Regions from separate parts of the Mus musculus genome. Here regions 1, 2, 3, 4, 5 and 6 are each linked to region 7. The links are chromatin contacts, called in public HiChIP or PLAC-seq maps. All regions are on one chromosome and are shown on one strand. The core of a region is the stretch at or near the end of the contact, and the rest is flanking DNA. Distances in the headings are between cores, read along the strand shown.

Region 1 (3,874 bases), core at 775-3,274, 200 kb before region 7:
GGGTTCAGCACCCACAGAACAATGGCCTGAAGACAACATGCCCTGAGGCAAAAAGAAGTCTAGGAAGGCAGCGGCAGCTCAGTGAAACAGAACTAAGCCCAGGTAATCTAGTACTCCCTAACTTGACAGCCAACTAGCTGGGTGTGGGCTCATACCTCTAACCCCAGTGCGGGAGAGGCAGAGACAACAGGACCTGGTCTCCTTAGGGAGTTCCAGGAGAGCCAGGGATACACAGTAAAACCCTGTCTTAAAAGACAAGACCAGCTGCCTTCCTGGAGAGCCTCAGGGTAGGGTAGGTGCCGGTGGGAGCCCTGTCTGGAGATGTGGTTCAGCAGTCGCAGTGCTTGCTTAGCACGGGCAAAGGGCCTTGGGTTCCATTCCCCAAACCAAAAGGACAAATTGCTTTGTGGGCCTGTTTCAGAGAAGAGCTGGAAGTAGGTGAGAGGCAACTACACACATCCCTCAACATGTCCGATTCCAGCCCTCCTTCCCGGGGAAGACGGAGTGGAAGCTAGCTCAGGCATGACACAGTCCTGTTTTCCCTGCCCCAGCCTCCTAGACCAGGATGATATAGCCAGGGACTCCGCAGGTAGAGGTCTTTATCTAAGCTCAAGGCAAGAAAGGAAGGGCTGGGGCCGTCTTGGATAAGTGGTTCATGTGACATTCCCCACTGTTGAAATGGGAAGAACTCTAGGTAGTTCTGGGTTCTCAACTATTTGGAAGGCCGAGATGGCAGGTTACAAGATCAAAGCCAACCTGGGGAAGTTAGTGAGAACCTGTTACACAGAGTAAAAAGAGGGTGTGTGTGTGTGTGTGTGTGAGTGGGGAGTATAACTCAGCAGTAGGGGGCATGCACAAGGCTCTAGTTCAGTCTTCAAAAAGAAATCCTGGGCTTTCCTATGAGGCGATGAGCTCATGTGTCCCAAGCTGTCTTCCTATTAAGTAAATCATGGGACTCTTCCTTTCTTTTTTTTTTCAAGACATGGTTTCTCTGTGTAGTCCTGGCTGTCCTGGAATTCTCTCTGTATAGACCAGGCCTAGAACTCGGGAGATTCACCTGCCTCTGCTTCCCAGAGTGCTGGTTAAAGGCGTTGTGTCACCGCCCACACCACACAATTTCCCCAGCCCCAAGCCACACTCTCCCTTCATAGCTCTTCACCTTTCTTCTGACACCCTCTGCTCGATCCCAGGCTTTCTTCACCCTATCCCCAGCACTGATCCGGTGGCCGACTGGTGCGGCCGGGAAGCCTATGTGTAGTGGTCGTCTTGCCCTGCTCTAGCAGCAGCGTCTCCGACTGATCCCAGGGGTGGCTGCACACACTGTAGGTGAAGGTCAGGCTGGTGAGAACCAGGGCATCTTCCAGAGAGAGGCCTCTTCACTACCCCAACATGGAGGGGTAGGGCTTGTTGCTGACTGCCTGGCTGTATCTTCACCTCTTCCCAGATGGAATTCACTGATTTTCTTTAGTCTTCCTCCAGGCTCTGTACACTCCTATCTGCTCTATTCCCTTTCGGAATTCAATTTCTGGACCACCATGCTCCTCTTTGCCTTCTCCTGCGGCCAGCCTCCCGCCCTTCTTTCCCTCCCCTTTCCACCTCCGGATCACCTACACTGCTTCCTAGAAAGCCTCCCATCCCGGACCTCTGCGGCCACAGCTGCCTCTACCCTTCCCCTCCAGCTACGAGGCTCGCCAAGCTTGGACCGCGACACCCCCCTCCCAGGAGGCCGGGGTGGGGTGGGGTGGAGTGGAGTGGCTTCAGCCCAGGCCACCCTCCGCACCTCAGTATTCCCTGTCTGGACTGGCTAGGAGCTTGCGGGAGGCACATGGGGGCACTCCCCCTGGGAGCTCAGCGCCAAGACCGCCTTGCCGGCCCTCCTGACCCTAGATCCTGCGCCGTTCGTTCGCTCACCGAGTGACTTCATGTAGTCATCAAAATTCTTGCTGTCCACTAGCTTCCAGGTACCGACAAAGGCGTCCGCCATGGTGCGATGAGTGAGGAGGCGAGCAGGCACTGAGAACCGCAGCTCCCGGCTGGACAGCCTCTTTAAATAGCCCTCGCATCACATGATGAAAGTGGCCCACACCCCTCGCTCCCGAAATAGGAAGCCGGGGCTTGCACTCCCGCAAAGGGCTGGGGCCCATCCCCCACAGCCCTCCCGTCGCCTACGTCAGCGGCGCCCGCGGTCCTGTTGGTGCCATCTAACCCATCCCTGGCCTGGCTGCGGGGCGCTTCCCGCAACCCAAGTAGAGCATCCCCCGGCCATACTGAAAGGAAACTCGCCCTTGAGCTGGTGCCACGCTGGAGAAACGCCGCTTGATCCTTCTGCCGCCTTGTTTTTTAATTCGCTGTGGTTTTATTCTTATATTGTGTATGCTCGTGTAGGCGTACTTATGGGGAAGGGGTGGGAGACTGGGGCGTTCGTTGTAACTCGCGGGAGTCCCTTCTCTGCTTCCACCGTGTGGGTCCCACGTATCAAACTGGGGTTGTCAAGGCTTGACAGCAAGGGCCTTTACCCAAAAACCCATCTCAACGGTCCTATGTCCTCTTCTTGTAGAAGAGGCTCAGAGGCTCGGAGAGGAATGACGCGGTCGCCGTAAGTAAAAAAGAATTGGAGCCTGGACAGAGAGCATGGTCTAGTGGCCTTTGAGCCCTCTTGCTCCTACCAGACAAGTGGAAAAGAGTTGCCTTGGACACCGCGGATGGCTGAGCTGCCCAGCGCCTCACCTGCTGGCGGAGAACGTGACCTTGCTTCCCTCATGCTAGCCCCACACGTGCTAGCCCCTCCCTGCGGAATGTCTCCCGCCTGCGCCTTTCTCCGCAGTCCCACCCGTCGCCGCTGCCTGAAAGCGCTTCAGGCTTTATTTACTGACCTCTGAGCTTGTGCCAGGGTCGTTCTTCACTCCGCGAAGACAATTTGTCTATTCAGAGGGTTCTTCCGGCCTCGGCCACCTTAACTCCCGGAAAGCCGCGACCCTCTGCTGAAGTCAGTTTTTTCCCCTGACTTCTGCCACTAGACTGCTTGTCACCTTAAAGTACGTTATTAAATAAGACCCGACTATTGATGGTTGTAGCCTACTTCAGGGCATGGTCACACTCAACTTTTTCGTTGGTAGGTGGTATCATCCCCTTTTTACAGGTGAGTAAGGGAACCTCAGTGGAGCCTATTCCTTAGTTCAGCAGTTTCTGTTTAATTATTACCAAGTCAGCATCTCAATGTGTAGCAGGGGTTGACCTTGAACTAAAGATTCTCCTGCCTCTGTCTCCTGGGTTACAGCTGTGTGCCGCTGCTCTGGCTTGAGCCAACAGTTAATACGGCACCTGCACCTGGAGGCAAGAGATTCCTGAGTTGGGGGCCAGTCTGAGCCAAGGCAAGATACTCTCTCAAAGTAAGCTCCTGGTTTGTGCGGGCCCTGCTTTGGAGAAGTCCACATGGATCAAGGTACAGGCTAAAGTACTCCCTCTGGGAGTGACTCTAGGAGGGACCTGTCCTGACTTGGGGATTCAGAGGAAGAGGGACATAAATGAATTTCTGAGCTCTCTACACGGGACGGAGTGGTAAGCACAGAACTTTGGCCTCTAGAAGGTTGTGCAGGGTAGTCATTCCGGAACGGTTACCAGAGCTCTGGAGCCTGACCAGTATACCTGCAGTGTGGTGAGGCCTCCTTCCTGGGCCTCTGTCCCCGTGGAAGTTCCTTTCTCCCACCCATGGGCTGTTCTGGGAAGGAGGCCAGTGAGGAAAAGTCCTCTCACCCCTGTCTTGATTCCTTTGGAGAGTCTAGTTGCCAAAAGGCTGAGAGGTCCAATTCTGCCAAAGCTACAGGGACGGGCCTCAGGGCTGGGCCTGGAGCCCTGGTGACCTCAGCGATAGAGC
Region 2 (3,697 bases), core at 809-3,308, 180 kb after region 7:
GGTGACCGCAAATGCATAGAGACCTACCTTTGACCTGCTTCTGCCTCCAGAATGCTGGAATCAAAGGCATTTGCCATCTTACCCAGCTTATTATATATATTATTAATCTTATTGAATGAGAGAAAAGTTATTAAAGAATAGTGGGAGGCAATTCCTCCAGGAAGTAGGCTAGAGCAGGATTTGAACCCAGGACTTGCTGCCTCTAACAGATAATGGGCCCTCACAGGAACTCAGTAATGTCGTTTATTTTTTTCCTTTCCTGACTCTAGAATTTCAATGTATAGAATCTGGGAAGCTGGGCTTAGTAAGCCACACACCTGTAATCCCAGAGACTGAGAACCTGAAGCACTAGAGTCAAAAGTTCAAAGCTACTGTAGGCTACAGTGAGTTCAAAGCCAGCCTAGGCAACTTAGTGAGAACCCCATATCAAAATAAAAGGGGCTTGGGGGATGCGGTTTAGTCATAGAGTGTCTGTTTAGCGTGTGTGAGGCCCTGGGTTCAGTCCCCAACAAACCAAACAGAACAAGTCCGAGAGAAGACGCTCAATAAGAGACACTGGAGTTTACTTCTGTTAAGTGCCACACCCAGCCATCCTACCCTAAACTATCAGCTTCAACTTACCAGTCTGGGAAAATCCTTTTTACTGGCTCCCTCTGCGTGATCCTGGCTTGAGTCATCTGGACTTGTCCAAGGCCGCTTCTTCACATGTGTAGGTCTTCTCTGCTCTAGGGGTGCACCATCGAGCCCACCCAAGGGCTCTGGGGAGCTAGCACAGGAATTGGCTGGGGCAGAAAGTCCTTGTTCCAGCTCCATCCTGGACCCTGACTGGGCCTTGTCCTCTGGCCCCACCGGGTCAGGTGGAGTGCCAGGGCTGCCAACCACAAACGCGGGCTGTACTTCCTGCTGATCTGTAGAATCCTCAGTCAGCACCTCTGGGTACAGTGCTGGACTCTGAAGAGGCTCCTGGGTGACCAGACTAAGGGGCTCGCCTCCAAAGAGCCCTGGGAATTCAAAAAGGTGATCAAGGCTGTCTGGCGCAACCCCATCCTTAGAAAAGAGCATGTTTTCAACCTCGGTTTCTACAGCACATTCCACCCAACTTCCACCTGGCTCTCCAGGCTCAGTGTCCTTAGAAGAAAGAAGCCTTGGGGGACCTGCAAAGGCCTCTGGAGAAGCACACTCGGGAGGGTCCCCATCTGGTCTTTGACCAAACCTCAGGGAAAAACCTGACTTTTCCTCCTCCTGGGGACAGATTCCACACTTCCTGCATTTCCTTCGGAAAGGGGGCAGGACTGGAGATGGGGGCGGGCCCTTTGCACTGAGCCCCTCTTTGCTGAGTGTAGGATCCTCTGGGGAAACCATTCCTTCGACAGTGGTGGCTTGTCTAAAGCTGGGGCTGCTGGCCTCTTCCATTCCTGCTGGCCCCTCTGTACAGACCAGTACTCTATCTGGGAAGTCCAGTGATGTACCACAAAGACTTCTGGAGCTTCCAGTAGCCAAGAAGTCACACAGAGAGTCCTGGAACCTAGACAATGTCCTCTGTCCACCAGCCCTGGCTAAAAACTTGTCAACAGGCCTATGTGGAAAAGAGGGAGGTCTCAGGGAAAGCCTGACTGGGTAGTCCTCCCCGGCTTGCCAACTCACCTCCTAGACATGCTCCCTCCCCCGACCCCCACTCCTCGCACTAGTCTGCAGAAGGGAAGCTATCCAGATAGGGCCACTCCTCTGAGCTTCCCAAGAGCTTTTTTACCCTTTAAGCTTTCTGCTTAAATGAAAAAGGGTAAAAGTCACTACTTATCAGTGACACTGTGAAATGAGGTATCTCGCTTCACCCTAGCTGGTTCAGAGACTGCCCAAAAGCACACAGAGAGCAGAAAAGAGGAGATTCTCCCAGAAATGCAAAAGCCAGCTCCACACGGAGCAGAAATCTCAGCCCTATCTATACCCCACTCCTATAAACAGGACTCTGAATCAAGCCAGTCCCTGAACGCACTAGGACCTCCGACCTAAAGCTCCAACCGCTTACATCTGAGCTGCTACAGCTCCTTCTCCTTCTACTCCTGGGGGGCCGGGGGGGGGGGTTGAGGGAAGAAGCACGTGATGCGGAGAAGATGGTCCTGGATCCAAGGGGTGGGAGGCAGGACCTGGTGGTGCCCAGCAACGGCTCCCTAGGGGTGCTGGCGTTCTTGTCCAGCAGGAGGCGCTCGCTCCCTGCCGAGGGCTTCTGGGAGGAGGTGCCAATCATTCTGCCTCCACGCGACCGGGCGGGGTGCGGGGTGCGTGGGCAAAGGAATCGCAGACCCCCCGGATGCCGAAAGCTGCCTAAGATTGTAAACAGAGTGGAGGAGGTGTCTGAAACCCCTGGGGATTGTTAAACTCAAATCTGATTATTTTTCCTAATTAGATATTTTAATATTGTCTGGCATACAATATATCTAGACACACATGTGCCTTCTAGTCGAATAGAACGTCAAGAAATAGAAAAGTTTAAACTTCCTCTCATTTCTCAACCCTCTACTCTGTGGAACTTTGGGGTTTTTCTTTGTGGTCGATTTTGTTTGCCTGATTTCATAGCTATGGGTGACACTCCCATGCACATATCACTTGGCTCTTAAAATTTAAAAACCAAGTGATATGGCACTTAATAATCCATTAATCTATTAATTATTTATATTTATTGTTAATAGTATAATTAGTTGTTGATTATATATATTATAATTTATGATTAATTAGTTATTGATCCCACATGTGGTGACTTTATTTACTATTCTTTCCCCCCTCCACCCAGTTTTTAGTTTTTGAATATTTTTTAATTTTTAAAAATTGAATGTATTGGGCATGGTGGCCCATACCTTTAATCCCAGCACTCGGGAGGCAGAGGCAAGCGGATTTCTGAGTTCCAGGCCAGCCTCGTCTACAAAGTGAGTTCCAGAACAGCCAGGGCTATACAAGAGAAACCCTGTCTCAAAAAAAAAACGACAAATAAATAAATAAATAAATAAATAAATAAATAAATAAATAAATAGGAGGAGGAGGGAGAAGGAAGGGAAAGAGAGAGAGACAGAGAGAGAGAGAGAGAGAGAGAGAGAGAGAGAGAGAGAGAGAGAGAGAGAGAGAGAGAAGCAAAGTAAAATGTGAAGTCTGCCCAGCACCACCCTCTGCCTTTGAATTCAGAGGCCAGCCTGGGTGTATAAGACCCTGCCCCGAATTAAATAGATACAACAAATAAAATACCAGTTGCAAGGGATTCTGGGAAGCCACTTCCACCTCACCTCTTCCCAAGAGAGCAGGAAGGCACACTGGAATGGGAGAATGGAAGCAATATTTGAAAATATCTTTCATCTAATTAATATGTCAATTGCTTTCTCTCTCTTATGAATTTTGATTTGATTTGGCCTCATGAATCTCAGACTGGCCTAGAAATCAGTAAGTAACCAATGGGAGCCTTAATCTTCTCACTTCCAGGGTGCTGGGATCACAGGTGTGGACTACCACAGTGGTTTATGCCATGCTAGGGATGGAGCTAGGGTTTCGGGCATGGTGGGTAACCACTCTGCCCATTGAGCCACATCTCCAGGCCCTCAGTGGGTATTTTTAAATATCAGTCATGTGTTAAAAATACCCCATGTCCGTGGGGTATTTTTAAATCTCACATTACTATTGTGGATTTATGTGTCTAAATTCCTGCTTTAGATAT
Region 3 (3,852 bases), core at 1,004-3,503, 250 kb after region 7:
TTTCACACTGATCTGCACAATGGTGCAGAAGGAAGTCTGTCTTAGTCATCTCTCGCTCCCTTCCTTAAGGCCTGAAACTTCTGTCCTGCGCCACGGCAGCCCATCACTAGCCATTAGGATTCCTCAGCTTCTACCTTTTCTTGTTCATTCTCCTCCACTCGGATGACACATCCCACATGCACAGTACGAGTCAGTCACCCTTTAAACACACAGCCTCTAACTCAAGAGGACTCTTACATAACCTTTTGCACAAAGACCTGATCTTGCAACGGCTGATCACTGACTGACCTTCCGTGCCTCTGCTCTGCAGAAAGCGGCAATCTACAGTTAGAGGCTCTGACTCAGATGACTTGTGTGGGCTGGGTGTCATTCTGATGCTGTGATCCCAGCACTCTGGAGGCTGAGGCAGGTGGTGGGAATTCCAGGCCAAAGTAGGCATAATCCTGTCTCAAAAACTAGTGGTACAAACGTGTCACCACCACCCCCAGCACTCAGGAGGCGGTGGCAGGAAGATCAGGGATTCAAGGTCATCCTCAACTATTCTTAGCCAGTTCAAAGCCAGCCTGGGCTAGATGTAAGACCTTGTCTCAAAGACGAAACAAGATATTGCTGGTGCTGAGACATTGATCTCTTGAACAAAGCACATGGCTAAGGCTGTCCCTGTGAGAGTACACTGCCCATTTACTGAGATCCCTGCCTTAGCATCACCAACCTACCTTCCCAACCTCACTAAATTTGCTTGCCTTCCTTACCATATTCAGGATCTGCACTGCTGTGCCAACCCACACCAAGCAGTTTTTCAAGTTTACACAAACTCCTTGGGAAATACTGGTACCATCTTCATATATCTCAGCATATAGCGGGTTCCTTCATCTTCCTCGGTCTCATGGCCATTCCGTCTGACTGTATTAATCACTAATTCCTATGCTCTTCCTCACGTTCTCTTATTGCACTGATGTTTAACTGAAAAGAAATGTTCTTCTCCTACCCCTTAATAATTTCTTGCCAGTTTGTCATGTTCCCTCCCCTGGTATCCTCAGTGGCTAGGATAGTGGGTAAACACGTAGCAGGCACACCGCACTCACTCACAGGAGGTTGTCACAGCACTCAACAAGCTGTGTTTAATCCCTTGGGGTTTTGATACATGGACTCCCTATGTAGCCTAGGTCCTCCTGCCTCAGCCATCCAAATGCTAGCTACAAGTGTGTGCCACCATGAGCCCCACAGCTGGGTGTGGAGAGACAGGACCACTGGGAGTCCTAGGCCAACCTAGGTTTTTGTTTTCTTTTGGTTACGTAACTAGAAAAAAAAAAAAAGGAAAACTTAAGAGCTGCCAAGATGGGCTGGTGAGATGACTCAGCGGGTAAGAGCACTCTTCTGAAGGTCCTGAGTTCGAATGCTAGCAACCACCCATAAAGAGATCTGATGCCCTCTTCTGGTGCATCTGAAGTCAACTACAGTGTAACTTATGTATAATAAAAATAAAAAATAAAAAGCTGGCAAGATGGTTCAGCAGATAGAGTGGCTTGGCATCAGCCTACAATCCAACCTCACTTCCTGGGACTCAAAAGTGGAGGAACCAATTCCTGCAAGCTGTTCTCTAACCTCCACACAAATGCTGTGGGGTACCCACAAACACATACACAAATTAAATGTAATTTTAAAAATTAAGGTTTAAAGCCAGATGTGATGGCACACACCATTAATCCTAACATTCGGGAGGCAGAAACAGGTGGATCTCTGTGAGTTCAAGGCTAGCCTTGCCTACAAAGTAGAGCAAGCTACAGAGGGAGACCACATTGGGGGGGGGGGGGCAAAGTGTGCTGGCACACACCTGTAATCCCAATATTATCACCAGGGCAGATGTTCCCAGGCCGTAGTGCCTTAGATCCACATGGAGATAAGACCCAGGTGTTGCGGCACCTGTTCCTTCTTGGCTGTGGGGAATCTTTCCTTGCCTTCTGTGGGTCCCCCATACTACCTACAGTGCTAGCTTGGGGGCCCGCCCTTCATCCATCTGCGAAGCCAGCAACATTAAACCCAGGAAAGGCTCTCTGAAGAACTTCCATCAGTCTGCCAGTTCACCTAGGAAATGCCTATTTCAGCACTGCTATTCACATGAAGCCCACTCATCATGTCAGGCCCAGGAACTTTAGCTGCACGCATCTGAGGAACCATTATTAAGTCACAATGCTTGTTTGTTTCTGTGTTGAGGCCCTGGCTGTTGTAAACCAGGCTGTTCTCAAACTCGAAGAGATCTGCTGCCTGCCTGTGTCTTCTGGGTGCTGGGATGAAAGGCATGCAGCACAACTGCCCAGCTCAATGAAGACTTCAGTGGCATCAATCCCACCAGGTAGACAAATCCAACACTAGGAGAACCCACCACTAAACTAAGTGCAACAGAACTTCTGGTGGTCTTTATAGGAGTAATCCCAATGAAATAAAAATTCTCACTGGGAGACAGAGAGGGCAGTGCATGCCTGAAATCCAGCACTTAAAAGGGGCCGGAGGATAAAAATCCCAAATAAGACGTCTGGTCTACATAAGAAGTTATAGACCAGCCTATAGAGACCCTGTTTCAAAAATAAAAAACCCAAACCACAAAACAATCTATGCTGGAACAGACTCAAAGGAGAATGTAAGTTTAGTTTTACTGTAAATTAAAGAGAAATTTAACTGTAGTGTTCAATTCCCAGTACAGGGTGTGTTTCTGTGTCAGAACAAGGTAGATGTGAAATCAAAACGATTTGTCTTTTGTATGTGTACACACTTGTGTGTTACAGCACAGGCTCCAAGGATCAAACTCAGGCATGGTGGCCATCTTGCCAACTCCTCAAACCAAATAAAGACAGGTTCTCTCTACAAAGCCATGGCTACCTTGGAACTCACTTCACAGACCAGGGTGGTCTTAAACTCAAGTGATCTTCCGACCTCTGCTATCCAAATAATGCCAAGATTAAAGGTTTATACCACCAACTCCAGCTTTTTTTTTTTAAAGATTTATTATATGTAAGTACACTGTAGCTGTCTTCAGACACTCCAAAAGAGGGCATCAGATTTCGTTACGGATAGTTGTGAGCCACCACGTGGTTGCTGAGATTTGAACTCTGGACCTTCGAAAGAGCAGTCGGCGCTCTTAACCACTGAGCCATCTTGCCAGCCTCAGCTCTGACTCTTATCATGCAATAAATAGTATGTTTATAAGTTGGTGGGAATTATGTAGAAAAGTTAATGAAAAGGGTATCAGAAAAAGGCACTTAAATTTGAACCTTTAATCAAATAAGGGATGAGATTTAAGAAGATGGAAATGCTTGCCTTAAAATTAAAAAAATAAAAGGGAGGTGGCTGGAGAGTTGGTTGGCGGTGTGAGTGCTTTTGCAGGTTCTGCAGAGGGCCCACGTTTCTTCAGCAGTAGTTCCAGGGGATCCAATTCTGTCTCTTGGTTTCCATGGATACCTGCACACATGTGGCACACACACATCAAATTTTTCTTTTCTAAATCTTAGAAATACTATAGAATGGGACCCTTTACACTGGGTATGTTGGTAGTAGTAACTAAGACAGTGGCATTGCGTGCCCACCAGAGATGGCTGGGTAAGGTGTAACCTGGCAAGCTTCTTTCAAAGCTTTGGTGTGAGCGCTGGGACACACTGGCCAGGGCACACTGTGACAGTGAGAGGACAGCTTTCAGCTGTCATTGTTGAGACCATCCAGCACTATCACAAGCTGGCTCTGCTCGCTCTCTCTCCTCAGGAGTGCTGGGATGACAACTATCCGTAGCATCCAGCTCTCTCTCTCAAGCACGGGCTCCAGGGATGAGCTCAGCCTTTTTACCCGCTGAGCTGTTTTCCA
Region 4 (3,733 bases), core at 167-2,666, 140 kb before region 7:
GTCACAGGCAGGCTCCTATCACTCCAGTGCAGGCCAGGCATCCCGCCCACTTGTGGGTGTGGCCTTGTGTGGGTGTGGCCTGAAAGTCTGTTTGGGTGCTTCTATAGTCTTGCCCAGGACACAACCATCTCCTAGGTACCACCAGGGTTTCGGGGAGTATAGGGATTCAAATAGACACCCTGAAAACAGAGCAGGAAGCGTTGGGCTGAGAGGACATTTGCTGAGGTACACAAGGCCATGGAAGAGGAGCTCAAGGGCAAGTACAAACTGGAGTGCAGACAGCATGCGGGGTCAGAGGAAATCAAGGAGATAGGTGTGGGCGGGATGGTACAGTCTCCCTCAGGGGATGTGGGGAGACTAGACAGAGGGGAACTACTGGGGTACTGAGCTGGCAGAAGGCCTAAAGCTGTGAGCTGATGCTGGGATGTTCCCCATGACTACAGCTGAGTGGTAGAGTCACATAGTATTTTAGACAGATTTCCCTGGGTGAGGTGGGGCGCATAAAGGCTGGACTTCGTGAAGCTGAGGAAGGCTCTCACTAGGGATGGGTCTGGAGGATGTGCTTGCCCCGCCCCCTGCCCCCCCAACCCCCGCCCCCCGAGATCCTCTGAGTGAGGTTGTCAGAGCACCATGCATTGCTATTCTTTCCTTGTTTCTCCTTCAGGAGAAAAGAAATGCCCAGGGTGTCCTCGTGGCCTGTGTATTTGTAGAGGTGGTTGATTTGCCAGATGTGGTGGTGCACAGCTTTAATCTCACCACTTGTCCGGGAGGCAGAGGTAGGTTTATAAACTGAGTTCCAGGACAGCCAGGGTTACACAGAGAAACCCAAAACAAAAACAAAAAGAAAACAAAAAAACAAAAAAACAAAAAACCTTCCCTCAACAACACCCCCCAAAAAAAGAAAAAGTGGTTGTGGTTGTAAGCTTGTTACAGTCTCAGATCATTCAGTCAGCAATGCACTCACCACGTGCCAGGGGCTGGGCCGGGCCTTGCTGGTGGTATGGGGGAGGGGCAGAGCAAAGAGCCACTATTCTAAGTAGGTGAAGGACTTTCCCCTTGTCTCCTTGGTGTCACACTCATTAGCCTAGAGGTAGGGTTGTCACCACCCACCAGGGCAGGGAACCTGTTTAGCTGTCCCCTCTCCCGCTACCCAGTGACCTGACTTCCACCCACAGGGAACCTGTTTAGCTGTCCCCTCTCCTGCTACCCAGTGACCTGACTTTCACCCACCCTCCCATCTGTTCCTGGCTCCTCAGTTCTTCCTTCCCACCACACATACCCTCTCTTCCTCGTAGACCTGTCACTATCCCTTTCTGGTCACTTCCCCTCTTTGGGAAGAGAAGCTCTGTTGCCTGCAAGCCCCTGATAGGGTGTGCTTCCTTACTGCACTGGGACTGAGAAAAGAGCTGTCCTTGAGTCTGAGGAACTACAACGTCCTGTCCCCAGGCCACTGTCCTTCAGCCCCACCTGCAGTTTAGGTTGCAGAGTGACAAGGGGGTTGGGGGGCAGGGTGAATGCAAAGCTGGTCGATGACATCTGAAACAGACAGTGCTTGGAGTGCTCTGGGCTTGGCTAGTTCTGTCTGCCTTGATGTGTCATTGTGTGTTATTACCCTCTCGGGACCTCACCTGGATTTTTCATGACCGCGGCCACAGTAGCTTTCTTGTAAGCCATAAAGTGCTTTGCACTCAGTACTTACACAGCAGACAGTCTCGGCCCTTGTGGTAGTTTGAATATGCTCAGCCCAGGAAGTGGCACTATTAGGAGGTGTGGCCTTGTTGGAGGAGGTGTGGCCTTGTTGGGGTGGGTGTGGCCTTATTGGAGGAAGTGTATCATTGTGGGGGTGGGCAATGAGGCCCCCCTCCTAGCTGTCCAATAATGGACTGAACCTCTGAAAACGTAAGCCAGCCCCAATTAAATGTTTTTCTTTATGAGTTGCCTTGGCCGTGGTGTGTCTTCACAGCAATGGAAACCCTAACTGTATCAGCCCCTTCTCCCTTTGCTGCCTGGCCACTTTGCAGCCTCTCTGAGCTAATCGGATATAGGAGAAAATGCTGACTGTGTTTGCCTTTCTGTTATAAGGTCCTGCTCTGCCTTTTAACTCAAAGCAGTGTGTGGAGCTACAGCAACCTTCTTGGGATGATTAGAACAACAAACCCGTGGATGGAAATCTGCCTAGGAGACATGGAAGAGTTTGGGTCCCTGATGTCTGTGGGAGCTCTGCTATGCCTGGTCCGGATGTCACTGAGATGGGGAAAGCCAACCCCAGTATATCTGAGTCCCATTACTGTGCCTAATGGGACAGCAGTGCAGCTGAATGCGTGGCTAACTGTCTTAGTTACTGTTCTGCTGCTGTGAGGAGACAGCATGGCCAAGGCTTACAAAAGAAAGCATCTAGCCGAGGGTTTGTATAGGTTTAGAAGGTTCCGGAGTTTGGGGGGATCACGGCAGGAAGCAGGCAGGTGTGGCACTGGAGCAGAAGCTGAGAGCTTTACTTTCTGACCCTCGAGCAGCAGCTGAAGAGAAGATAGACAAACAGACAGACAGACAGAGACAGAGAGACAGACAGACACATACACACAGAGACAGACACACAGACACACAGAGACAGACAGACAGAGAGAGAGAGAGACAGAGACACACAGAGACAGAGACAGGCAGACAGACAGGCAAAGAGACACACACACAGAAATAGAGAGAGACAGAGATAGATAGATAGACAGAGACAGACAGACAGACAGAGGCAGACAGAGCCTGCCTGAGACAGAGCCCGACTGAGCCTGGGCCTGGCATGAGCTTTTGAAATCTCATAACTCATTCCCAGTGGCACACCTTCTCTAACATGGCTGCACCTCCTGATCTTTCCCAAACAATTCACTAACTGGGGACTAAGAATTCAAGGCTACGTGCCTTTGAGGGCCACTTTCATTGGAATAACCATATTAACTGATATAATTAACTGGCCACTAATTTTAGTAATAAGAACAGCAAGTACTGGCCCTGCACCTTGTAGGCATAATGTTTTGTGTGCTGCGAGCTTACCCTTGTGCTACTCAAATGCTGACTTCTCTGCACCCCCCCCCCATCCTGTTTTAATCTGGACACAGCATTGTAATGCTTATACCAAGAATCTCCTGTCTCAAGTTTGTATAAACAGTTCTTACCTTTTATTCTCTGCCTTGTCAATAAATGCTGATAACCCAGTGGTTGGGCAGAAGAGAGAAGGAGAGGAGAGTCAGATCACAGGCAGGATGGAGGAATTGGAGCAATGAAGAAGGGGTCTGGAGAGCCAGATCGATACACAAGCATCATGGGATGGGGCTGGGAGTTAGTTAGCCAGATTAGCATAGCGGTTTAAGACACATCATTCATTTAACTGCTCAGCTATTGAGGTGCAGTCTTAAATACATCTTGGTTTCTCTGTAGAGTTATTGGGGATTACAAGGTAAATCAGTACAGCCACCAGATTAATTCACAGCTTACCTTTATATTAGGCATAATTCATTTTCAGACTCTAACCAGCACCCATTCCTCCTAGTACTGTGTGTCTTTTTTTTTTTTTTTTTCTGTAACCCTTGAATCCATTTGTGTGACAGTCACTGTGCGGTCCAATTCTCCCCAAGGCCAATACAATCGAGAACCTATGCTCACTCGTCATCATGGTTCCCTGGGGGCCTACAACAGAGCCTGAGAAAGAGAAGTACTCAGAACAAGTCGAGTTAGTTAAATGAGC
Region 5 (3,684 bases), core at 134-2,633, 220 kb after region 7:
TGGAGATTGGTGGGGCATTTAAAAACTGGCTAAATCCTAGACTACTGAGGAGTGGCGAGATGTGGCAGCCTAGCCAGGTCCGTCAGTCTTTGTTTCCTCTGCGGCTCCCAGCCTGCCTGTGGCCACTTTCAGCCTCTGCTTCCCTGCCAGTGTTAGCTCCTCCTCAGCCTAGCGTCTCACTTCTCCCTCCACACAAGCTGCTCTGGCCTGATCTCCAGATGGAAGCTGGTCACCTATCAGTCACAGAGTGTCCTTCCCTTGGCTTCTGCGGCTGCGCACACCTGGGACTTCCTACCCGTTCTTGCATCCTAACCTTCCCATCCGGCTCCTGGCTTAACAGCTCCCTTTTCTCAGGAGCCGCCCCACCCACAACGTACAGTGTCTTCCTGAGAATGCTCGGCCACAGATGAGGTCTCCAGCTCCCATCTGTCCTGGGAGGCCTTTGTTTTTGTTGTTGTTTGTTTGTTTGTTTGTTTGTTTGAGACAAGGTTTCTCTGTGTAGCCTCGACTGTCCTGGAACTCCATAGACCAGGCTGGCCTCAAACTCAGAGATCTGCCTGCCTCTCTGCCTCTGCCTCTCTGCCTCTCTGCCTCTCTGCCTCTCTGCCTCTCTGCCTCTCTGCCTCTCTGCCTCTCTGCCTCTCTGCCTCTCTGCCTCTCTGCCTCTCTGCCTCTGCTTCTGCCCCTCTGCCTCTGCCCCTCTGCCTCTGCCCCTCTACCTCTGCCTCTGCCTCTGCCTCTGCCTCTGCCTCTGCCTCTGCCTCTGCCTCTGCCTCTGCCTCTGCCGAGTGCTGGGATTAAAGAAAGGCGTGCACCACCTCTTCCTGGTTTGGGAGATTTAAGCCTACAAATTTGCTAGACTTTGGCTTCTTTTTAATAAATCTCCACTTGTTCTGCAATAAATAAATTACAGCTTAAGGAGGCTGAGGCAGGATGAACACTTAAACTCAGGACTGAGGCCACAGCACAGTCTTTAGCCTCTCCGTGTGTGTGTGTGTGTGTGTGTGTGTGTGTGTGTGTGTGTATTTCTGTCTGTCTCTGTCTCTCTGTCTCTCTGTCTCTCTCAAGCACACTCACTTGCTATCTCTCTATCTCTGTCTGTGTCCCTGTCTCTCTCTGTCTCTGTGTCTCTGTCTGTCTCTGATTCTCTGTGGGTGTGTGTGTCTGTCTCTCTCTCCCCATCTCTCCTGTAACTTGTAACTCTGGGCATAGAATCCAGGGGATCTCAGCCAACTGCAGGCAAATGCTCTACCACTGAACTACAGCCCAGGCTTCAAGATCCTGTTTCGAAACAGAACAACAAACCGAAAAGGAAGAAGTTCCTCCTTCGCTGCTTTTCTGCCTCATTCATCGAGGCAGGCTCTCTCAGTCAAACCCAGAGCTCACCGATATGGCTGGTTGCACTAGCCTACTCTGGAGATAGCTTGCTCTGCCTTCCAGCAGGCCACCACGTCCACCCAGCCTTTCATGGGTCCTGGACATCCAAACTTCCATTCTCACATTTACGCAGCACATACTTTAACATCTGAACTCTCTCTCCAAGGCATGTGCACAATTTTTAAGTTTCCAAATGGTCCCAGAGGAAAGGGTACAGGACAGGGGCGGGGGGGGGGGGGGGGCGCAAGGGGAACTTTAGATACTTGCTCTGTTTCTGTAGGGAAGGACTTTCTGTGGGCCTGAACTTTACCTTTGGCTGGCTGACAGGATGTGGTATGCAGCCTTGGCAGGGACTTTGCCTTTCTCAGGATGACAGTGGGGGTGGAGCTCCAGGAGCCCGGGGGGAAGGGGGGGAGGAGAGCATCTAGACACCTAGGGGGTCATCCTTTGCTAACTCGTTGAGGAATCCTTGTGTTAGGAAACTGGTTCTTTCTTTTAAAAATAAAAATTAAACTACTCTGTTTTGCAGCATTTGCCCACTTCCGTGATGTAAATATTCCCACCGGGGCCAATTTCACACTACCACAGTGTACCGAGCAGCTCACAGAATTCCTGCAGCTTTAGCAAGGAGCTCTCTCTTGCTCACCTGCCCAGGGCCACTCCCATGAGCCATTCTCCACGGAGTCCCAAAGATAACTGAGGAGCCTCTAAGGAGAACTAAGGACTTGTCAGCACACAAACAGGGCGCTAATGCAAGCAGGGAATTAAACCCTACTCACTAGCAACGAGCTGATGGAGTTAGAGACTTGAGCTATGTTTGCATTAAAATATTTTTTACTTGCTTTCTCTCGGTATAAAACAGACACAAAGGACGGCAGTTCGTTCCACGGGTGTGTGCTGAGAGCCTTGCTCCTCGACAGCAGTGCTCTAGGCACACAGGACTAACGAGATGAACGAGACAAGGTTCTTGGCCTCCGGAAGCTTACATTAGAATCTAGACATTAACATTACACAGTCATAATTTACAGAGAAAACTGAAGTGGAGAAGGGACTAGGAAGTGGGGAGGACTCCTGTTTTAGATGGTTGGGAGAAGCCCTTCCTGATGAACGAACACTTGAACGGGGATGAAGAAGAGGAAGCTGCTAGTCCCGAGGCTGGCAGAGACATTCCAGGCAGGAGAGTGGAGTTGGCCAGAGTTGGGGGTGGAGCTGGGGCCCTGAGTTGACCTGTGTGAGGTCAGCAGGGTTCAGGTGTGGCTGGAGAAGCATGTGTGTGTGTGTGTGTGTGTGTGTGTGTGTGTGTGTTTGTACACATATAGGGAGAAGTAGGATTAAATTAAGTCAGGGCCCTGAATTTGCATTTTCTGTGGTAAGGAAGGCTTTGGAGGGACTGAGCAGAGAAATAATATCTCCCCTACATTCCAAAATGGCTGCTGGGCCAAAAATAGGATGTGGCTGGTAAGAAAAGAAACAGAGGGTGGATGAGATGGCTCAGGAGGTAAGGGGGCTTGCTGCCGAGCTTGACAGCCTGAGTTCAATCCCCAAGGCAGACGTGACTGAGAGCAATCCGCCCCTAGGAGCTCTCCTCTGACCTCCACACGTGGCATCTGTGTGAGGGTACTTAGACACATGCGCACAGAAGACAGACACACAGACACACTGACAGACAGACAGGCAGGCAGGCAGGCAGGCAGACAGACAGAAGACAAGTAAAAGGAAGCAGTGAGACCAGTCAGGAGCTGCTGCTGTAGAACGGCTGGGACAATAGTAGTTTGAACTAAGGCAGAATTGGGGTAAGCCCTGGACTGAGGGCTGAGTTTGGTGAGGTTCAGGCAGATCTCTGTGAATTCTAGACCAGCCTGGTCTAATAGAAAGATCCAGCAAAGCCAGAGGGAGATCTTATCTCAAAAAATAAATAAACCCAAAGAGATAAGAGGAAAGAAAATGAATCGGACGGGTCCATTCCTCACCTGCCCGAATTTCTGGACTTATTAGAGAACGGGTAGGCAGTGAGGGGAGGTTGAGGGAGCCCTGTGGAATGGCCCTGTGCAGCCCTGTGGAATGGCCCCGTGTCTTCTGCTTCGCTCAGTCTTCATTCCTGGAGTATGTTTTTGCCGGGGTAGAATTCTGGGCTGGCATTTCATTTTCTCTGAGCATATTAAATAGCAGAGATAAAAGTAGCCGAGCAGGTGACGAGCTCACACAAATGAGAACTGAAACATGAGACTGAAGCTGAACACTTGCTTAGCATCCTTCCACAGGCCTCGGACACACACACACACACACACACACACACCTTTCAAAGTG
Region 6 (3,888 bases), core at 607-3,106, 170 kb before region 7:
AGCGATTTCTGTGACCACAACCAGCCTTTGGTCAGTGCTAAGTTTACCAATAACACAAACCTCCGTTTTCCTCATGTGTGAATTGGGTCAGGGAATGAGTCTTTTTTGGGACAAACACGGACTCAAACGGTGCCATGAAAGAGTGTGGGGCTCTTGCTTGCGCTCCACTAAGTTGAATTATATGTGAGGTCTGCTGTTGTAGATGTGCCAGGGAAGTGGGCCGAGGTTCATTTCCAGTCAGGCTGGGTCCTGGGCTGGAGGATCTGGTTCTCTTCATCTAGAAGATGTGGGATGTGGGCAAAGCTTTGAAGGCACCACAGGTGGACAAGGAGAAGGACTTTCAGGAGGAAGGCACCAGGTGGGCTGACGTGTGGAGGAGGGAAAGTGCAGGGTATTTGCGGAACAGCCCTGGCACAATTACCAGCTCAGCCAGGTGCTGTATGAATCACTCGGGGAAGCAGTTAGGCCGGATCTTTGGCCCCTGCGGCCAGCCAAACCTATGGACTTCCTTCCCTAACATTATCTGGTCTAGAGTTGGTGGGGGAGAAGGCTGGGGTGAGCTACCATAATTACAGAACTCTGCTGCTGCGCCTCACACCCGATCCTGGGGATGACCTGCCAGGATGCCCTCTCACCCAGTGACCTCCTTAGCTAGGAGGTCATGGCTGTACACAGATAGGGAGTGAGGAGTGCTGAACAGAGTGTGTGTGTGTGTGTCTCTGTATGTGTCTCTCTCTGTGTGTATGTGTCTCTTTCTGTGTGTATGTCTATCTGCCTCTGTCTCTGTCTCTCTGTGTGCAGTGCTGAGCAGTGAGTGTGTGTGCCTGTGTGTATCTCTGTCTGTCTGTCTGTCTCTCTTATGTGTATATGTGTGTGTGTGGAGTGCTGAGCAGTGTGTGTGTGTGTGTGTGTGTGTGTGTGTATTTGTCTCTCTCTCTCTGTATATCTATCTGTGTTTCTCTCTCTCTCTCTCTCTCTCTCTCTCTCTCTCTCTCTCTCTCTCGTGTGTGTGTGTGTGTGTGTGTGTGTGTGTGTGTGTGTGTGATCCAAGACAGGTCCAGAGTTTGAAGACAAGGTGGATGGAGAGGAGAGGGTCTAAACAAGTACGAATCTGGGGCCTTAACAGGGATGGGAATGACACAGGCTTTTATTCATGGAGCAGTTGCTGTGTGTTCTAACAGCCCCATGAGGTTAGCACCTTTAGTTTCAATAGGGGAAACTGAGACTCAGAGAAGCAAAGTAGCCTCCCTTATCCTCCCTCTGTCTGTCCTTCTCTTCTTTCTTTCCGTAGGCAGGATCCCATGTAACCCAGGCTGACCTAGATCTGGCTATGCAGCCAAAGATAATTTTGAATTTGTGATTCCTGCCTCCTGAGTGCTGGGTTACAGGCGAGAGCCACCATGCCCAGTTTTATGTGGATCAAACCTAGGACTTCATGAATTCTCTGGAAACACTCTACCGACTCAGCTACATTACCATCCCCCCACCCCCTTGCCTAGTAATTTACCATTGAGCACCCATAGATTGGGCCGAGGTTTTCCGCCAAGATCCAAGGGCATCAGGGAAGACCACCTCTTACTTCCTCTAACAATGACAGTATTTGGGGTCGGTCACACAATGGCTCCTATGAAGTTCAAATCCAGATGTATTTCCAAATCCTCGCTTTGGTTCAGCAGACAATCCTAGCTCAGAGTTGAGTTGGGCTGTGCCCCTGTCGTTGCTGGACTTTCCCCATCTCAACCTCTTTAGGAAATGTCTGGCGCCAGTACCTGTCCCAGGTGAGTCCTAGGAGGCCCCGAGCGTCGCCGGAAAGTGACGAGCGGCTTCGGCAGGTGGGGCGGGGCTGGGGCGGGGATGGGTTTGGGGTGGGGCCAGCCAAGCGCCTGGAGTCCCACCGGATCCGGGATCCGAGGCCGGTGCCCCGAGCCCCGCGCCCCTCACCGCCATGGGGGCCTGTCTCGGGGCCTGCTCCCTGCTCAGCTGCGTGAGTGCCCACCTCGTCCCTGCCGCGGCCCCGCTCACTTTTTCTCTACCTTCTTCCTCCAAGTACTTTCTTCTTTTTGCTTCCTCCAAACTTGCCTTTCAGAGGCCCCACCGATGCCCTTCTTATCCTCATCCCCCAGCTGCTCCGCTTCGGCCGCGGTGCGCTGGACAGCTGGTGTCGCGGCTCGGGTGACCGCGGGGGAGGGGTGGGGCGCGGCCGGGCGCCTTTGGCGCCGTCACTCCGAGAACCGGGATACTGAGGCCGGCAGCGGGTGCGGGGAGCCCCGCGGCCATTGCGCGCTCCCCAGCTCAGAGCACCCCCAGGTTGCGTGGCGCGTCTCTCTCCAGGGCGCGGGACTCTTTGTGTAACTGGTAGGGTCCCGGCCCCGCTGAGCTTACTGTCTTTCTGGCAGAGCGTCTGTCATTCTGTCTGCCCCTGTCGCCTGGCTTAGTCTGTTCTTTTGTGTTTGTCCCGTTCACTTCTCTAGGATTCGGGCACTGTCTGTCTGTCTGAACGTCGTCGTAACCAGCTCCGTCTGCATCCTCTTTCGGCGCGCAGTCTGGCCCGCTCACTCTAGGGCACCCCCCCTGCAAGCGCTGGACCCTTTCCCTCCAGCTCGAGCTGGAAAGGAGATGGGGGTTGGGTAAGAAGGGTGGGCAGGAGCCCCCCCCCCCCCATCCCGCTCTTGAGCGAGGTTGGTGTCGGTTGTCACTGACTACCTGTGCCAAACTTTGGATTTGGAAAGATCCAGAAATTGAGGGAGGTTGCGTGTGTCCACCTGGTCGCCACTGTTGGGGACCAGGCGGGAGGCCAGCTCTGTTTTGGGGCAGCAACCAGCACAGGGGAGGGGACCCGGCCGGCCATAACCGGCCGGGAGGCCCCCACTTCCCCAGCCCCCTTTCTTTTCCTTCTTCCCCTCATTAAATCTGAGGCTCTTTCAGACAGCTCCCTCCCCTTCTGGCCCCACACAAAGAGGGGCGGAGAGGGCTCCCGCGGCTGGCTGCTGTAGGAAGGTTCGTTCAGGACTTGCATCCTTTGTCCCTGATTTGTGTGCGTGTTAGGAGCGGGTGCCCAGGAGAGAGCTGCGCATCTAGAGGTTTTCTTTGTAGCCATTTTCTGAGAGTGAGCTCAGTCTGGGGAGGCAGTGGCGTGGGTCCCTGGACACAGCTCTTGTCCTCTCTTGGGCCTCTCTTTCCACTGAAGTGGGGGGGGGGGGGAGAGGGAGAGACGGGTAGAGGGAGAGAGGGAGAGAGAGAGAAGCTTGAACAGGAGATCAGAGTAAGGCTATTCCTTGCTGATGCTCATACCCCTTCCTGGGACGGGTTTGCTTCCTGGTTAGGGAGGGAGACGTTCCCACTCACAGACCATGATTCCCATCTGGTCTTGCCTGGTTACCCGTGTCCTACTGGGAGAGGGGTTGTGAGGGCAGTTCAGCCAATCCTTCTATCCTGATCTCTCCATGCCTGAACTGAAGGCCACCGCAGTACCTCCTTTGGTATACTCTTGGTGATATGGGCAGATGAAAGGTGGAAACTGCCGCCCAGCTCCTGTGTACAGTGAGTGGGCATTGTGGGAGCTGTTGTCACCCAGGAGGAGACGTAGGTGGAGAATTCCATCCGGAGAACAGAGCCAAGATCAGCTCTGAGTCACCCAGTCTGCAGTCTACGGAGCTGAGGCCAGCCAGGACTGCTCAGACCCTCGGCTTCCTGGTCGGGTTTAACATCTGAAGTCAGGGAACTGAGAGATGGCTCAGCAGTTAAGAGCACTGGCTGTTGACTCAGAGACCCCAGGGTGGCTTCCCAGCACCCACATGGCAACTCACAATCATTTGTAACTCCAGTTCCAAGAGACATGATGACCTTTCTGATCCCCTCGGGCACTGCGTGCTCGTACTCATACACATA
Region 7 (3,746 bases), core at 423-2,922:
ACGCTGTATTAACAGAGCAGTTCCCAAGCTTGCTTAACCACAGGATCCTCTATCAAGAGCACCCATTAACATCTCACAAAACCCAGCAAGTGGGGCGGAGTCTGGGAAGCCAGGCTGTGGTAGTTCTTCCTACTTGGAGCCCACACTGGCCTCTACTCACTTCTGCCAAGTATGCAATAAGTGGAATTCAAAGCTCTAACCCTGGCCTCACCCTCACCAGCTATGTGAGACCTCTAAGCCTCTCTGGGTTTGCTCCTCAGCTATAAGTCAAAATAATAAGCCCTGCATGCTTACAGGGTCTTCATATGGGCACAATGGGGGCCCAACTGCTGTGTGGGAGCCAGCAAGATGACTCAGTGGGTAAAGGGGCTTGCTGAAAGGCCCAAGAAGGTTGATCCCCAAGACCCACATGATAGAGAAAAAAATAATTCCTGTGCATGTGCACATGTGTAGCCGCCCTCTCCCCACCCCCAACACACACACAAAGTAAATGTAAGAAATGCTATATAAACCACATAGGCCTTTAAATATCTTTTAGTCTGTGACTATGGCCAATCAAAGCTTGGTAATAACCCATTTGACTTTGCATTCCACTTTCCATACATGAGACTAATCTCTTAAACTACTCTGTGATCAGGACGATTATTTTGTCCAAATTATTTCGAAGTGAGGGGCCTGCTTTGAAAACTCCTACAAAGTGATGTTACACTTTACCGTATAGCATAGCATATGCCTACAGGAATCACATCGTTCTTCCTAATAACTCTGTGAGGGGTGGACTCTTACTACTTGGTCCATTTTATGAGAGGAAACTGGATCAGGAAAAAAAAAAAAAAAAAAAAAAGACTTAAAACTAATGCGGCAAAGATCTGGCTCCACTTTTAACTCAAAACTGCATTTGGCACCTCTATGTCACCTAATTCTGGCCACAAAATAAATCACACTGAAATGATGTTCCCGGCTGGTTCAAGGCAGGCTAGAAAGGAAGGAAGAAGCAGTTGCAGACAACCCAAGTTCTGACCTTGGCTCTGCTGCCTAACTACTTGGTAACTTAGATAAACTCCATATCTTCTCTGGGTTTCACTTTTCCTACGTGTGAAAGGACGCTGGACAACCGTGAGGGGTGTAATCTCACTTCTGGTACCTCCTACCACTGATTGTCCCGAGATTATTCGGTCGCAGGACGGTGCTGAGAGAGTCGGGCAACTTGTTTTTATCAAGTTACGCCCAGAAAGACTCCAAGGGAAAAAGAGCTCTAAACGCCTCGAGAGCACAGAGGACTCCGCCCCACGGAGACCTGAGTTAAGCACCCTGGTCCGGTTCAGCCCGGATCAATTCACAGCAAAACCCCCAAAGCCAGTTTTGCGCAATATAAACAACCCCTCGAGTGGTCCTATGTGACGTAAAACGAGCGCGACGGACTGGCCCTCCTGTTTCTCGCTCACACAGAGTCTTGTTGAAGTAAACCTCTGCGTGAAAAGGCTGCGGATCAAGTGGGGAGAAAGAGCCGAGGATGGAGAGTGGTACCGGATCTATAGACAAGCCCAAATATTGACGCAGGGGCCACTACAACTCACCTGTCCGTTTGGATAGCTGGCCATGGCGGTTATGACGTCACACAACTGTGGTAGGCGGAGTTTCCTGCTCCCAATGCCGCTCCTGGTTGGATTTTGGGGCGGGTCCGATTGTGATTGGACGGACAGGCTGTCAATCTTCCGGTCAACAAACGGAAGTCACAGGCGGTGAGCTGGTACCTTACAGAGGGCTGGGTAGGAGTGTCCGGAAGTGTTGTTGACCGTAGTGGCTCGTTTGTTTTTATTTTTCGTGACCTGCAGCGGACCTCGGGCCTGGCCAGCTGTAGTTATCTAATGGGGAGACTTGGTCAGTTGTTTCTGTGGTGGCCATATTATAACCTGGCAAGGCCATATTATAACCTGACGCATATTAGTTACGTCACTGTCGTGATCACTTTACTTCTAACGCCCAGGCGGTTGCCATGGCTACTGAGAACTTAAGCCTTTCCTGGAATGCAGGTGCCATTTAGAACGTGGGTACTAAACAGACCCGTGGACAGTGGAGAAAGGTCAGACCGCCAGAAGAGAAGGAAAATTAAGATGTCACGGTGCTCCTATCTTTATGTATGGGGAAACTGAGGCTCAGAAAGGCAATGACTTAGTTACCTAAACTCACAGTGAGTTCCTCAGCAAAGTACGGCCTAGAACTAGTGTCAGTAGATGACTAGGTCTCAACAAGGAGGTTTTATTCCCTCTGTAGGTCAAATCACAGTTCCTAAGTTACCAACTTTCCTGTACTTGGCTCTTGGGGTTTAGGTTCTAAACTTGGTTGCATGTTTATTTGATTAGTTACATTCCCACGTGGCCGGGCCTGGTGGCACATGCCTTTAGTCTCAGCAGGCAGAAGCAAGCATACATACATAGACAGTTCCAGTCTAGCCATGGCTGCATAATGAGGCTCTGTCTCAAACAACAACAGCAGCAGCAGCAACAACAAAAACTCTCATGTGGACAAGAATTGTGTTTGATTTGCTTATAATTGTATCCCCAGTATCTACAGTGCCAACACTATACTTTTTAAATAAAAAGTCCTGAGCTTTCAATCTAGCCAGGCACTTTCCACAGTCCCACTGCTGATCGTGGTACTGGCCATAGGACAGTCTGCAAAGCACGGTCCTCATCCTTACCTGCAGAGGAAGACAAGTCTGGTGATCCAGTTCCTTCGTGATCTGGCCCAGCCTTACCCACCAGCGCCCCGCTGGCTTATTTCTTTGCTCAGCTTCCCCCTCAGCACTGGCGTTAGTGAGCAGATCCTGTTGTTCGTTTTCTTTTTTAAACAGTTTCTAGCTGTGTGATCTTGAAGAAGTCATTTAACCTCTCTGAGTCACAGTTTTCTGGAATACAACTTAGGAAAATGCTAACTTAAAAATGAACTAGTCACAGCCTCTCACACTCAGGGTTACAACACTCATTCATAAAGACCAATGGCCTCTCACATCTACTCCTCCTGTCCCACCCTCTCTTTAACACCTCCCCCCATGGCTCCCAGCTCATTAGCCACTCCTCTCAGTCCCTCCAGTACTGCCACTGTGTCGCAGTCTAGCCCAGCGTAAGAATTCTCTGATCATTTCCACAAAACTCATCCTTCCTGTCTCAGAAAATAAAATATATATATGTATGTATATATAATCAATCATCTGGTTTTGCTCCATGTTCCAACCACCCCTCTGCTCCAGGACCCCTCTGTAGTCTGGCCTCATCGCCAATGTCTTTTTAGTGAACTCCAGCCCCGCTCCCTTCTCCATGGAGAAGCCAGAGTGGGTGCTTTAAAGTGTGAATTCGATATTGTCGTTCTCTAAACTCCTCTGAGGGTTTTTTGCCACTCTTAATACAATCTAAACTCATCCCTATGCCTTTATTGGCCCACAGGACCTCTCCCCAGCCTGTGACACCGGCCTCACTGACGCCACTGCTGTGCTTGCCAGTTTACTCCAGCCATGCTGGCCTGGCCACCACCCCAAAACAAACCCAGCGCATTCCATCTCTAGACCTTTGGATTTGAGCCTCTCTTTGTTTAGATTGCTTTCCCCTTCATTTTCCACTCTTTTCTTTCTTGTCATCCAGGTTCCAGTTGAAATACTACTACCTTGTGAGTGGGGCATCCTCAACACCACACCTAAGATACCTTGTCTTTCAAGAGCATCCTGGTCATCATATCCTGGTACATTAATT

What was found. HiChIP or PLAC-seq counts read pairs in DNA pulled down with a chosen protein or histone mark.
Region 1: a contact with region 7 is called in an HNF4G HiChIP or PLAC-seq map of pancreatic cancer cells. The contact joins the promoter of Fabp3 here to the promoter of Pef1 in region 7. A contact is called at or near these places in 1 of 39 promoter capture datasets (hippocampal neurons), 4 of 484 Hi-C or Micro-C datasets (the G1E-ER4 cell line, erythroblasts and nephron progenitors), 14 of 115 datasets of contacts at active chromatin or transcription factors (T-cell acute lymphoblastic leukemia, bone marrow-derived macrophages, differentiating embryonic stem cells and 5 more) and 1 of 9 other capture datasets (embryonic stem cells).
Region 2: a contact with region 7 is called in a FOXA1 HiChIP or PLAC-seq map of pancreatic cancer cells. The contact joins the promoter of Spocd1 here to the promoter of Pef1 in region 7. A contact is called at or near these places in 6 of 39 promoter capture datasets (the C10 cell line, embryonic stem cells, hippocampal neurons and 3 more), 1 of 484 Hi-C or Micro-C datasets (cranial neural crest), 6 of 115 datasets of contacts at active chromatin or transcription factors (T-cell acute lymphoblastic leukemia, craniofacial prominence, embryonic basal ganglia and 3 more) and 3 of 9 other capture datasets (adipose tissue, liver and pancreatic islet).
Region 3: an H3K27ac HiChIP or PLAC-seq map of microglia shows a contact between it and region 7, with 5 times the contacts expected there. The contact joins the promoter of 1700108I11Rik here to the promoter of Pef1 in region 7. A contact is called at or near these places in 2 of 39 promoter capture datasets (hippocampal neurons and liver), 1 of 15 datasets of contacts at CTCF or cohesin (large pre-B cells), 2 of 484 Hi-C or Micro-C datasets (cerebral cortex and megakaryocyte progenitors), 4 of 115 datasets of contacts at active chromatin or transcription factors (bone marrow-derived macrophages, double positive thymocytes, embryonic stem cells and 1 more) and 2 of 9 other capture datasets (adipose tissue and embryonic stem cells).
Region 4: a contact with region 7 is called in an H3K27ac HiChIP or PLAC-seq map of embryonic stem cells, with 2.5 times the contacts expected there. The contact joins the enhancer-like site here to the promoter of Pef1 in region 7. A contact is called at or near these places in 4 of 484 Hi-C or Micro-C datasets (the G1E-ER4 cell line, embryonic stem cells, myocytes and 1 more), 8 of 115 datasets of contacts at active chromatin or transcription factors (T-cell acute lymphoblastic leukemia, embryonic stem cells and epiblast stem cells) and 1 of 9 other capture datasets (liver).
Region 5: a contact with region 7 is called in an H3K27ac HiChIP or PLAC-seq map of T-cell acute lymphoblastic leukemia, with 8 times the contacts expected there. The contact joins the enhancer-like site here to the promoter of Pef1 in region 7. A contact is called at or near these places in 1 of 39 promoter capture datasets (cranial neural crest), 10 of 115 datasets of contacts at active chromatin or transcription factors (T-cell acute lymphoblastic leukemia, effector CD8 T cells, embryonic forebrain and 5 more) and 1 of 9 other capture datasets (adipose tissue).
Region 6: an H3K4me3 HiChIP or PLAC-seq map of embryonic stem cells shows a contact between it and region 7, with 8 times the contacts expected there. The contact joins the promoter of Serinc2 here to the promoter of Pef1 in region 7. A contact is called at or near these places in 8 of 39 promoter capture datasets (the 3T3-L1 cell line, cranial neural crest, embryonic stem cells and 5 more), 1 of 484 Hi-C or Micro-C datasets (the G1E-ER4 cell line), 11 of 115 datasets of contacts at active chromatin or transcription factors (T-cell acute lymphoblastic leukemia, bone marrow-derived dendritic cells, bone marrow-derived macrophages and 2 more) and 2 of 9 other capture datasets (adipose tissue and pancreatic islet).

Annotation. Positions count from the first base shown.
Region 1 is chr4:130,306,888-130,310,761 of GRCm38.p6, reverse strand. Fabp3 (fatty acid binding protein 3, muscle and heart) reads right to left here and starts at 2,024. Exons shown (of 4, transcript NM_010174.2): 1 at 1,912-2,024. The coding sequence starts at 1,984. Gm10570 (a long non-coding RNA gene) reads left to right here and starts at 3,057. Exons shown (of 4, transcript XR_868203.3): 1 at 3,057-3,139; 2 at 3,278-3,442.
Region 2 is chr4:129,927,128-129,930,824 of GRCm38.p6, reverse strand. It overlaps Spocd1 (SPOC domain-containing protein 1), which reads right to left and starts at 2,058. Exons shown (of 15, transcript XM_017320505.1): 1 at 2,027-2,058; 2 at 622-1,576. The coding sequence starts at 2,028.
Region 3 is chr4:129,851,632-129,855,483 of GRCm38.p6, reverse strand. 1700108I11Rik (a long non-coding RNA gene) reads left to right here and starts at 2,253. Exons shown (of 2, transcript XR_868199.3): 1 at 2,253-2,353; 2 at 2,784-2,981.
Region 4 is chr4:130,249,259-130,252,991 of GRCm38.p6, reverse strand. It overlaps Gm46724 (a long non-coding RNA gene), which reads right to left. Exons shown (of 3, transcript XR_003955118.1): 3 at 3,188-3,687. Among named protein-coding and RNA genes, the nearest start is that of Gm46724, 14 kb to the right of the region's middle. Within about 2 kb of position 1,416, at least 37 of the 459 cell types and tissues checked have an H3K27ac peak or open chromatin away from gene starts, as enhancers often do. A contact at or near this core is called in the G1E-ER4 cell line, embryonic stem cells and epiblast stem cells, where this site is marked.
Region 5 is chr4:129,880,755-129,884,438 of GRCm38.p6, reverse strand. No RefSeq gene overlaps it. Among named protein-coding and RNA genes, the nearest start is that of E330017L17Rik, 24 kb to the left of the region's middle. Within about 2 kb of position 1,383, at least 237 of the 459 cell types and tissues checked have an H3K27ac peak or open chromatin away from gene starts, as enhancers often do. A contact at or near this core is called in T-cell acute lymphoblastic leukemia, adipose tissue, effector CD8 T cells and 5 more, where this site is marked.
Region 6 is chr4:130,273,554-130,277,441 of GRCm38.p6, reverse strand. Serinc2 (serine incorporator 2) reads left to right here and starts at 1,856. Exons shown (of 10, transcript NM_172702.3): 1 at 1,856-1,984. The coding sequence starts at 1,946. It overlaps Gm34957 (a long non-coding RNA gene), which reads right to left. Exons shown (of 2, transcript XR_376686.3): 1 at 1,508-3,888.
Region 7 is chr4:130,105,482-130,109,227 of GRCm38.p6, reverse strand. Pef1 (penta-EF hand domain containing 1) reads right to left here and starts at 1,672. Exons shown (of 5, transcript NM_026441.4): 1 at 1,578-1,672. The coding sequence starts at 1,601. Gm40258 (a long non-coding RNA gene) reads left to right here and starts at 1,110. Exons shown (of 2, transcript XR_868200.3): 1 at 1,110-1,627; 2 at 3,639-3,746.